2 separate regions of the Cricetulus griseus genome follow, and region 1 is linked to region 2. The links are chromatin contacts, called in public Hi-C maps. All regions are on one chromosome and are shown on one strand. Each heading gives the region's core, a stretch centred on a gene start, on an enhancer-like site or on the middle of the called end of the contact. The rest is flanking DNA. Distances are from core to core; before and after follow the strand shown. Region 1 has its middle 79 kb from the start of Caprin1. Region 2 holds the start of Lmo2 (rhombotin-2).

Region 1 (6,450 bases), core at 740-3,239, 100 kb before region 2:
AATCTCATCTCTCTTGGTGGTGGTGGTGGTGGTGGTGGTGGTGGTGGTGGTGGTGGTGGTGTGCATGTGTGCTGTTGATGGGGGTTGGTGGCAAAAAGAGATGAGATATGTTCAAATTCTGACTCTGCATGGTTTATTTTTCTATTTATTCACCTTTATCCAAGTTTAAATTGGGACAAAAAGTACTACCTTATCTCATTTGATTTATGTGTCATTTAAATGAGATAATCTAGGTGATTCATGGGCCAAACACTTAGTTACCCTCCCTAAGCGTTAGCACTGACCATAATTTTGTAACAGTCTTATGAATATAATATACACCCCTACAGTGTGTGTTCTATGGTTTTATTTTAAACATTTACTTATTTTATGTGTTTGAGTGTTTTGCCTGCATGTATATTTTTATATGTATACCATATGAATGTTTGGTGCCAAGAGAGGTCAGAAGAGGGCATCAGATCTCCTGGAATTGGAGTTACTAATGGTTGTGAACCACCAAGTGGGTGCTGGGAACTGAACCCAGGTCCTTTGCAAAAGCCACGAGTGCTCTTAACTAAGGGGTCATCTCTCCAACCTCTATGGTTATTTGTTATTATTTTGTTTTTGAGACAGGGTCTTATTTTGTTGCCCTGGATGTCCTGGGACTTGCTATGTGGACTAGGCTGGCCTTGAACTTGGAGATGGAGATCAGTCTGCCTTTGCACCCCTACCCCCCAAGTTTTGAGATTAAAAGTGTGTGCCGTCACGCCTCTCAATTTATTTTTATTTTATGTGTATGGGTGTTTTGCCTGCATGTTTCTCTATATAGCAGTGTATCCCTGGTGCTGTCAGAGACCAGAAGAGGGTAGTGGATTTCCTTGAACTGGAGTTACAGACAGTTGTGAGCTGTCATGTGGGCACTGGAAATTGAACCTGGGGCCTCTGCAAGAGCAGCAAGTGCTCTTACCTGCTAAGCCATCTCTAAGCCATCTCTCTAGCCCCATTATTTTAAACTTTGTATACGTGCTCACTGTGGGAAGTCTGAACAACATAGACCACAGAGACACAACAGGCACACAAACAGGTGCCTTTTTGTATGGCTTTTTTTTCCTTCCCAAGTATTCTATCTTTGCAAAAATAGGACATTGTATTAAAATCTACTTAAAAATTAATCTTGGCAATAGACTGTGACCCTTTCCCTGTGGACAAGCTATCTCTTAAAATATGTATTCTTGTAGAAGTAGCCACACCCTGGGCCAGATGATTCATTACTTAAAATTACTTCAAACCATTTCTCTCTCTCTCTCTCTCTCTCTCTCTCTCTCTCTCTCTCTCTCTCTCTTCTCTCCTCTCCTCTCTCTCTCTCTCAAATGGGAGGGTGGAGAGAGAAGGGGGCTGCCTGTGGCTGTCTAGACTTGGGAAACATCTCACAGAACAGCTTAGAAAATTAACAGCCCTCATTAGCATGCAGATGGGGGAGCTCTCCTGTAAAGATTCCTCTTACTTTGATTAGATCAATGTTTTGTGCGCTAATTTGACTCTGTGGAACCATTTATCCTCATGGCTCCAACTAGTGTCTCTGGCTCATTTGAGCAAACACTGCTGCAGGCTCACTGCTCTTAGCAGTAGGGGACAGGTCCTCGCCATTGGTGTTGTTTGCACACTACAATTGGGCTTATAAGAAATTATGAAAAATAAGTTTAGATTGATGAAGCCACTTCCTGACTCAACAGCCACACAAATGTGGCTTGGGGGCCAAGGGTAAAGACCGAGGCTGTGCTCCAAAGAGTGCCTCTCAGTGTCAAGCTAATTGGTCCCTCTGGGGATGAGCCTGTGAACTTGGCCTCATTAGCGCAGCACAACTGCACAAAACAGCTGAGTTAGTTTCTCTGGAGCCCTGGAATCACTTTTTTTGTTTTTTACCCTGATTCTCATGCTATCCTCCAGGTGGCGATGCTGGTTTGTCAACCTCGGGAGATCCCAAAGCCTGGGCCAAGAGCTTGAAGGCAAGGGGAAGCAGTGGTGGACTGGGTATGGACAGGCATGGGAATGCACACAGCTGTTAGGTCTACAATTGCACAGCCTCATGCTGGGTGTCCAGATAAATCAGTAAGCCAAGGAAAAATACTGTTAGCCTTTACTATAATTATGGGGCCAGCAACATTCCAGGTGTGTGTGTGTGTGTGTGTGACATGTGCACACACACTCTCATTTGGGTATGTGTATGCTTGTGCAACAGCATATGTGTAGAGGCCAAAAGACATCTTGAGGGAGGTGGTTCTCTCCTTCTATCATGTTGAACTTGGTTCCCAGACTTGGTGACAGATGCCTTTACCCACTGGGCCATCTTGCAGGTCCTAATTTTCATTTCTTTAGATGGGCCCGATAGAAGTTTATCACATGAACAACAGGGTTCCTTTCTTTGTTAACCACCTGCTAAATAAATTATAGGTGCTCTTTTGTTTCCATTGGTGGTTGGTTCTATTACTTGCTGAATGTACCAAAATTCATGGCTATGCAGGTATCCCCATGGAGAGACAGTGTTTCTACATAACCAATGCACGTCCTCTGGTTATTTGTACTTTAAATCATCTCTACCGCAGAATACAATTACAAATAATGGGTGAATTGTTGTTCTGTATGTTTTAAAAATTTCCCTATTTTTTGTTGTATTTTGTTTTGTATATATATGCATAACATTTCATATGTCTAAGGTTGGCTTCAAACTAAGCATGTAGATGAAGATGATGTTGAACTTCTAATCTTCTTGCCTCTATCACCAAGTGCTGGGGTCACAGGACTGTGCCACCACACCTGATCCATGTGGTACTGGGGAAGAACTCAATAGCTCATCCCTGCTACACACGCTCCACTCCCCTGGTCCCTTGTACCCAAATATTTTTTATCTGTGGTAGGTTTGAACCGAGGTTGTGGAACACACAGCTGCAGGACTGACTATAGTTAATTATAATCTTGGGCTATAATTGTTAGAATTACAACTTGGGTGGTACATGGTTTTTAGTGCCTCTTATCTTTCTATACTGGGTGGACATAATGCAATATTGGCATAGCCAAAATTGGATGATTCTGAAGCCATGACAATGAGTGACTTGAGAACTAATGTTCTATTACAGCATGGTCACCTAGAAACATGGGGACTTCCTTTTTTAAAATGTTTTCTTTCCCTAGTGAACCACACATTTCTTTGGAAAAACAAGCAAAAACAAATGGAAAACAAAAAAAAGCCATTGTTTTTAATTATGTGAGTTCTGGTACTCGAAGAGGCTAGAGATGTTGGAAGTTCATGGAGCTGGAGTTATGGGTAGTTCTAACATAGATGTTAATACAGAAGTCCTGACTTCTGTAAGTACATATTCTTTTTTTGTTTTGTTTGAGACAAGATTTCTCTGCAGCTTTGGAGCCTGTCCCGGAACTCACTCTGTAGTATAACAGGCTGGCCTTGAACTCACAGAGACCTTTCTGCCTCTGCCTCCCGAGTGCTGGGATTAAAGGCCTGCACCACCACTGCCCAGCACAAGTACATGCTCTTAACTGCTGAGCCCTCTCTCCAGTCCCAGAACCACCCACTTCTTGAGGGATTTATTGGATTTAAGGATTTATTCCCCTCATTTCTTTATTTATGGGGCCAGTAATGTACCTGCTACCTGGTAAAGCTTAAGTGACTGAGGGAGTGAGTAAATGGAAGATACTCTGGCAGAGATGAGGTGAGAGAATGAAGTGATGCAATGACCAAGGGGAGAAGAGATGAAGGGACCAGAGTGAGATGTTAAGAAGGCTGATACACGATGGAGCCACAGACACGACTGCACCTCTTCAGCTAGAAGCCTCAAGGAGGTCTATCTCCTGAACAAAAAGGATCAAAGGCATGTCCAAGAAGGAAATGAATTACTTTGGGTGGCATTAACCTTCTTATCTCCTGAAACAGAGGTGGGAATGAAGGAGAAGGGGTTCCTTTGTCATTGGAGAGACTGAACATCTATTATGTCCAGAATGGTGCTGGGTACACAGAAGAGCCTTACGTATTTGCTAAACCAATGAACAACCCTCTTCTACTAACCACAGATTCCTATTTATCTGCAGTATTTATGTCTTAGCTCCGAGTGACAACCATAGCTCAGCTCCCACCAAGGAGCATAGATCACCCTGGTAGGGGGCATGGGGTGGAGCCTTGATGTCTGGATTTGAAGCTTGGCTCTGCTTGACTTTACTTGGTTGTTCCCCTGTTTCCAAGCCTGTAAGATGGGGGACGAGATAGCACCCGCTTAAAGGAATTATTTTGACAGCTAAGTGAATTAGCACTTGTATCAACATCGTATGTGCTAGTGAGGGTTACTATGATTCCGTGTAGGCCTTAGGGACTGAACCCATGTTGTTAGGTTTGGCAGCAAGCACCTTTACCTCCTAAGACATCTTGTAGGACCCAGAGCACACTATTTTGAGGGGATTCTAAGAGCCAGATTTCTTTTTAATCTCATCATATTTCTTATGCTTTTTTCCCTCCCATCTACCTTGGTTGATCAGCTGGCCACCCTTTAATTCTTCTCTGCTGATGGGTGCTGTTCAGGATGCCATAAAGATGTTTTACAGGCTGCCTTGTCCTGACCTGGAGTGTTGGAAAGGACTTGCAGAAGTTACCCAGGCACAGTGGTAGCAAGGTTGGCACATCATATGTAAAGGCTTGGAGCCAGGGAGACCCCAGGATGTAGGGATGATGGCTGTTGTGTGGTTGACGCGCAGGACACCGGATGTGTGCATAGGGAGGAAGAAGAGGTTGGACAGGTGCATAGTTCAAGGGCATTGGAAGTCACACTAAGTAGACTTTACATGTGATCCTGAGCATAATACTCTCTCTCTCTCTCTCTCTCTCTCTCTCTCTCTCTCTCTCTCTCTCCCTCCCTCCCTTCCTCCCTCCCTCCCTCTCTCCCTCTATTCCTCCCCCTCTCTCTTTCTCCAGAGTCTAACTATGTAGTCCTGGCTGGCCTGGAACTTGCTATATAGATTAGGCTGACCTTGAAGTCACAGAGATGCTCCTACCTCTGTTGGCATTAAAGGTGTGCACCACCACACCCAGCTTGCAGCAGCTGTTAAATTGATCACTCTGCCACTTTCTTCCTTTAAGTATCTTTTCCCAGGTGTCAGGTGATCTTTGTTCTTGTGGTTGGTTGTTTATTGAGCTATAATATAAAAATACAGCCATTTATAAGTCAGTGCTTTTTTAAAAGTAAATTTATTTCTTATTTTATATGCATTGGTGTTTTTTTCTGCAGGTATGTCTGTGGAAGGGTGTTGGATCCCTGGACCTGGTGTTACAGACAGTTGTGAGTTGCCATATAGGTACTATGAATTGAACCTGGGTGCTCTGGAATAGTAGCCGATGCTCTTAGCCACTGAGCCATCTCTCCAGTCCCAAGTCAGTGCTTTTTAGTATGTATTCCCTATAGTACAGGATAATCATTGATTTGTGTGTGTGCTCGTGTGTGTGTTTATTGAGACAAGGGCTCATTATGTAGCACAAGGTGGCTTTGATCCATGGTAATCCTGCCTCAGAGTCCTGGAGTGCTGGGCTTACATGTGTGAGCTACAATAACTGGCTCGCTTCTCCTTTTACAATATTTTAATCACCCCCAGGCAAAGGTGCATACCCATAACAATTGCTTCCTGTTGCTTCTTACCTCCCAGCCACTGGAAACCATGAATCTTCTTTTGTCTCCATGGATTTAGTTGTTCTAAGAATTTCATGAAAATGGAATAAGTCGACGAGGTCTTGTATCACTTAGCATACTGTTTTTCAAGGTTTACCTCTGTTATAACTTATACCAGCTGTGTAATGTTTTTAATTTGTGAGGTCAGTACAATTAAGTGATTTTTTTTAAAGTAGTAAAAGTTATCCATACTATAGAATGTACCAGTATTTATTTCCATGTTCATATATTAATTTGTATACATTTTCTGTCTATGCATTGACCAATGAACATAAGCTTTTTAAAAAATGTCTACTCGGGCTGGAGAGATGGCTCAGCAGTTAAGAGTGCTGGCTGCTCTTCTAGAGGACCCAGGTTCAATTCCAAACACCCACAAGGCAGCTCAAAAGTGTCTGTGACTCCAGTTCCAGGGGATCTGACACCTTTATACCAATGAACATAAAATAAATAAATTTAAAAAATGTTTACTCTTTTCTTAATTTGTGCATATTTTGGGGGTGTATACGTTCTTTTTTTAATTGTTTGTATACTCAGGAGTAAAACCGCTGGGTTCTGTGAAAGTGCTGTACTTTTTATGTGTATATGCATCTATTTATTTTTTGAGATAAGGTCTTGCTCTTTTGCCCAGGTTGGTCTTGAACTTGTGATTCTCAGGGCACAGCCTTGCCAGTACCAAGAATGTGTGTGTGTGTGCTACCATGCTCAGCTATGTTTAATATTTTTGAAGAGCTGCAAAGTTGTTATTCAA
Region 2 (5,699 bases), core at 2,855-5,354:
TATTTTTTATTTATTTTTTGTAATTTTTTTTATTAGTTCAAGTTGGGAACAAGCTTGTTTCACATGTAAATCCCTTCTCCCTCTCCCTCCCCTCACCCCCAAAATCCCACCTGCCCCTACCCATCCCCCCTCCACTCCCTAGGCAGGGTAAGGCCCTCAAAAGGGGCTCCCCAAAGTCTACCACATCATCCTGGGCCAGGTCTAGGCCCTTCCCCATGTGTCCAGGCCAAGAGAGCATCCCTTCACATGGGATGGAAGCCCAACTCTTTTTAATGCATTCCATTCAAGATGACTGTCAATGGCTCCAAAGTTTTATAGAAACTTAGTCTGTACCAGTTTCCTCCCCAAGCTCCTCATTTCACCGAGTCCTGTAAAGACAGTAGGACACAGTACTCGGAAAGTTCCAGTGTACAGATCTGGTAGCAAAAGAGCAGTGAGGCTGGGCCACAAGCCAAAGGTCAATGAAGGCAGAGCGGCTGTGGGTAAAGCAAGGTAAGCTCACCAGGAGGCAAACCTTGCAAACTCCTGCTGCTGCACGGAGGAAATCATACTTCCCGGTATTTCTCAGATCCCTTCCAGTAGGGATCTATTAAGATCTGTGTGGAACTGACATTTCAGGACAGTCTCTTCTGTACCCGATTTGGCCTCCTCTCCCGTTTCCCTTCCCCTTGTCTATCATGCGCCATGTATACACATTTGATCCTGTGAAGGCTAGAGTGTTTTCCTCTATCACTCTCCACCTTCTTTTTTTGAGGCAGGGTCTCTCACTGAACTTAGAACTCACTGATTGGCTACTCTGTCCGGCCACAAACCATAGGGATCCCTTGTCTCTGAAGCCCTAGGGTAGAAGCTGCCAAGCTTTTTCAGTGGTGCCTGGGACAAAAACTCAGATTCTCGTGCTTGTGTGACACATACTTTACTAGCTGATCCAAATCCTTAGCCACTGCTCTCTTAGTTCTCCATGGTAACTCTGGAAATGATTGGGAGTCAGGAAGTCGGTGGATAAAATCAGGGTGTGGCTGGAGCATACTATGTACGAAGGAAAGTGGAATTGCCAGCAGCTATCCCAGGCCTGATGGGCACAGTCCTAGGTTATTATCTTAAACAGGGGGATCCCTAGCCTGAAGTTTTGCAAATGCTGAAGTCTCACTTCAGCTCCTCCTGAGGAACCCCAGTCTCAGCTGTGTCTGGCAGATGTCTTGATTGGCTGGAAGATTGCTGCTTCCTTGATGTGGTGATGATTGCTTCTGAAGGATGGGGTAATAGAAACCGCTATCATTTCTGAGCATTTTCTAGGCACCATCATTGTGCAAAGCATTTTTGCACATATAATCCCACCGAAAATCCCTATAAGATGAACAGGCAACCCAGTGACATTGACCCTGCTCTATCCTATGGAACTTCCATGTGACAGATAAAGAAATTGAGGTTCAGGGAAGTAAAGTAACTTCTCCCTAATCACGCATCAGAGTTTGGCCTACGAAACTCCAGTGTCCATTCCCTTGGGGCTCAGTTGTAGGGATTAAAAAGAAAAAGAAAAAAAAAAAGATTTATTTGAGACCTTTTCCTACAAAACCTGATTTGTTTTGTAGAAAACTGATGTAACTAACTGGCCCTGAAATGTCCTAAATGAGTCTGCAAATGCTCACCTTAGCTCTGCTCACAGTACCCAAGGATGTCTTGATTGGCTGGAAGTCAGATGCCTGTGGCAACTAAATGTTTTAAGAATTTTGCATGTGAGCCAAAATCATATCAAAAGAGAGCTTTATTTTTGTGACTTTCACAACTAACAAGATGTATGTTGCAACTCAGCATCTAATGGTTGAAAGAAAAAAAAGGTAAATTGTCATGGCTGGCATTAGCAGAAGTCCATTTTAGCAAAGAAATGTAGTCATGGGCATTTGAGACTCTTCTTCCCTGGAAAATAATTGTAAATGTACTAAGAAGGAAAAAAAGGAAATTCCCAGTGAGAAAAAAAAATAATCCAACTGGGGTCACGTTTATCATCCAGACTGATTCAGACTTCTGATATTCTTATTTCAGAAGGAAAATTTGGACAATGTCAAAACTTGAGGATATTTAATATTTTTGAGGGTGGAGGAGAAATTACAGTTTAGCCTTGCTGGGTAGGGATCAAGAGAGAACGTCTTTAGCTCTCAAAAACTGTTTTACACATTCAAACAGCCTCAGAATGGCTGAATCGCTCCTGAACATGGCAGTTACTGGTTGCTATGGGAAGATATGATAGGGCCATGATTACTTTAAAAAATCAGTCATAATAAAAACACATTTGAGACTCGATTCTAAATGCTATACTTAAATTTGGGCGACTTAATTGCCCATAGAATAGAAATGAAGTCCCACCAGTAGGCAGTAACTTCTTACAGCCACTGTGTGTGAAATTGAAATCTTAAGATATCATATCAAATATGCACCTTCTCGAAGAAAGCTCTCCCCAAAGAGTTGTGACAGATAAGAAATTGACCCAAAGTTGCATGCATGCCTCTCTTTTTTTCCCTTTAACACACTCAGGTCAAAGCAAAGACATCTTATTAAAAGGATATTTATGCCCTGGAGTTGGCCATTCCAAAGTTACCTCTTGGAGCCCAAGGAGATATTTCTTTTAATAACTAACTCCAACCCCATGGAAAATTGGAGCAAGGAAAGTGGACGGACACACACACACACACACACACACACACACACCACCCTGTTCCATTACAGATCCCATGTCCCACATAACTCAAGTCAATCCTTACACCAAAACCCCAGATAAGTAATTCCATTATTCCCATTTTACTAACGAGGATGCTGAGAATGTAAACTCTTGCTATCCAGCCCAGTTTACACAGCTGTAAAAGGGAGGTTAGAATATAGGCAAAATCCTCAGCCATTCTCTCCACACTGTGTCTTGAGGGCAGTTTTCCTAGTCACATGTGCCCTTTAGAGTCTAAATCAACCCCAAACAATCTGGTTCCAAAGCCTCCGTGTTAAGTAGATAAACTGCTAATCACAACCCATGCATTATCATTGTTTCTCTTTCTTCTTTTGGTTTTATTTGTGAGACAACATCTCATGTAACCCAGACTGGTTTTTAACTAGCTTTTAGGAGAGGATGCCTTAGAATTCCTAATCCTCCTGCCTCCACCTGGGATTCCTGGTCTATGCCACCACAACCAGTGTTTATTGTCACTTCAGATAGAAATGAAAGTAGGATAACAGGTTACATACTCATATAGTTTAGGCTTGCCTAAACATTGTAAAGATACTTGTTTTTAATTTAAAAACAAGGATCTAAATAGGAAATGATCTTTTAAATACTGAAGGTGGGTTTTGGACCAACACAAGGGCATGCATACAGACACAGATTTTAATTATCCTCTTTCAGTTCACAAATTTCAGGACATGGAGACAGAAAGTGACATGAATCTGTATGTTGTGAGTCAGGTTATTACTAGTGAGAAATCAATGTGGATTTGGACATTAAGCATCCAGGAATTCACTTCTGGCTTCAGCAGGCATATTCCAGGGTGAGTTGATCTAGGCTACAAAAGAATCTTTATAATGGGTTTGAAATGCCTGTGACCTTGATAAAACAATGGATTGTGAAAGCACTTGGGAGTTTCCTTTTTACAAGCCTCAAGACTGGCATCATCGTAAACTAACGAGCCTTGAACGATCATTTCTGAAGCCAGTTTCAAATAAGTCAAGGCCCAGGGGAAGCCACGGTTTTTCTCCCTGGAAAAGTAGCTAGCTAGTGTCCTCTTCTTCCCTTTTGCATTTCTTTCTCCTTATAGAACTTGCTTTCGAGCTTGAAGGAGAAGACTGAACCCTAGATCAAGCCTGTCCTTTTCTTTGATTTACATAGGGCAAAAAAAAAAAAAGCAAGTAATAACTGTAAGGTCCTTGATTATTGGGAAGGCACTTCCGAGTATTGCTGGCACTTTACAGAGAGGGCAAGCCTAACCGCTGGAGTCCGCTCTTTGAAAGATGCTGAGGGAGGGAATTCTGTGGCCAGCAGATGGAGAGGAGACCCGGACAGTGTGGTCCCTCCCAGCCACCCTCCCCGCGGGATTAGCTGCCCCCAGTACTGCTCAGGCGCACCCGGCGCGTGAGGTGCCTGATCGCACAGCTCGCATCCCCTGTTTGGAGCGCAGTCGCAGCCGCTAGCTAGCCGCCAATAGAGCCGCGCTGCTGTCCCGGGCATCCCAGAGCACCGCGACAGTGGACCTGGGACCTAGAACCTAAGACGAGCGCGCGAGAGCCAGCCACTAGGAACGCTTACATTTCTGCAGGTGCTTATTTCACATTCTTGTATTTTCTTTCCCGCGGGAAGCCAAAAGGGAAAGGCAGAAGAAGGGGAACCCTGGAAAGGACGAATTAGTGGCAGCCCGGCTTCTTGCCCCTGGAGAGGTACTCAGGGGAGACTCTCCGACGCGGGCCCCTTTAAGAAGCTAAGTCAGTGCTGCTGCTGCTGTTGCTGCTGCTGCTACTGCTGCTGCTGTTTGGATTGCTAATCCCCAGGAGCCCCGTTTAAAAAAAAAAAAAAAAAAAAAAGGAAGAAAAAAAGGGGAGGGGGCGGGCAGCTGTCTCTTTAAATGTGATTTCCTTCTATTGTATTTGAATCGTGATCAGGAAAAAGGAAATGAAACCAGAGACAGAGGGAAGCTGAGCGAAAATAGACCTTCGCGAGAGAGGAGGGAGCCCGGGGACAGCCGCGCGGTCCGCTCCCCGCCCCCAGGCCGCCGCCCCCTCTCTGCCCTCGGCGCCCCGACCCCGACGAAGGTGTGAGGGGCTCGGGGCGACCGGGCGGAGCCTGCGACTGCGCGCGATCGGGACCGGGCGGCGGCGGCGGCTGTGGTGACGGCAGCGGACCGGGATGGAAGGTTAAGTCCTGGGCAGCGGCAGCTGCCGCAGCCGCCAGAGGGAGGCCGGGCTGCTCCCCGGCCCCCTACCTCGGCCGCCGCGCGCCGGGCAGCCGGCTGATTCGCTCTCTCTCTTTGGCGTTTGAAGGGAGCGCGGTGACTGTCCTTGAGCGTGGAGGGGCGAGCTCGCCGGCGGAGCGACCGAGCAAGAGGAGGCGCAGGAGCGGCGGCGCCCGAGCACCCGAGGGGGTCCGAGTCCAGGCAGCCGGTCAGGCACGCGCCACAAAGGGAGCGCCCCCGCCACCCGGCACGCCGCCTCCCTCCCCAATGTCCTCGGCCATCGAAAGGAAGAGCCTGGACCCGTCTGAGTAAGTGTGGCGCTTCTGTCCCCGCGCCCCCACCTCCCCCACCCCACCCGGTTCCAGGCTTGGAGCGAGGGGCTGGCTTCAGGTCCGCTCCCGCAGCGTGCCCTTGGTCCCTCGGTGTCTCAGGGGCTCTCCCTGCTTCTCGGGTGACTCTGGAGACACCGAGAAGGACTGGGTGGCGGAAGCAGTACCAGGGATCGGCCCGGCGACCCTGCGAGCCGCTCCAGGCTACCTGGAAAACACTCCAAACCTTCACCGGCGCCAGAAAGTTTGCCCAGGAGCAGGCACCTGGAGCCCGGAGGCGCAGGTGATGTGCAGGGAGAGTGGATGGAAGGATTCTCCCTCCTCCCTTCTCGCTCCACCGGGTTCCCTTTCTCTTTGTCCATTTGGCCCTGAAAAGGGGAGACACTCCCCTTTGGGGTCCCAGACAGTCTTCTACCCAGCCCGGGGCAGAGCGACTGCGGGCACT

The links. Hi-C and Micro-C count contacts between places; a contact is called where the count stands out from the background.
Region 1: a contact with region 2 is called in a Hi-C map of liver, with 2.5 times the contacts expected there. The contact joins the enhancer-like site here to the promoter of Lmo2 in region 2. A contact is called at or near these places in 2 of 8 Hi-C or Micro-C datasets (fibroblasts and liver).

Annotation. Positions count from the first base shown.
Region 1 is chr6:73,768,255-73,774,704 of CriGri-PICRH-1.0, reverse strand. No RefSeq gene overlaps it. Among named protein-coding and RNA genes, the nearest start is that of Caprin1, 79 kb to the left of the region's middle. Within about 2 kb of position 1,989, at least 1 of the 6 cell types and tissues checked has open chromatin away from gene starts, as enhancers often do.
Region 2 is chr6:73,668,313-73,674,011 of CriGri-PICRH-1.0, reverse strand. Lmo2 (rhombotin-2) reads left to right here and starts at 4,104. Exons shown (of 4, transcript XM_035446754.1): 1 at 4,104-4,295; 2 at 5,014-5,233. The coding sequence starts at 5,193.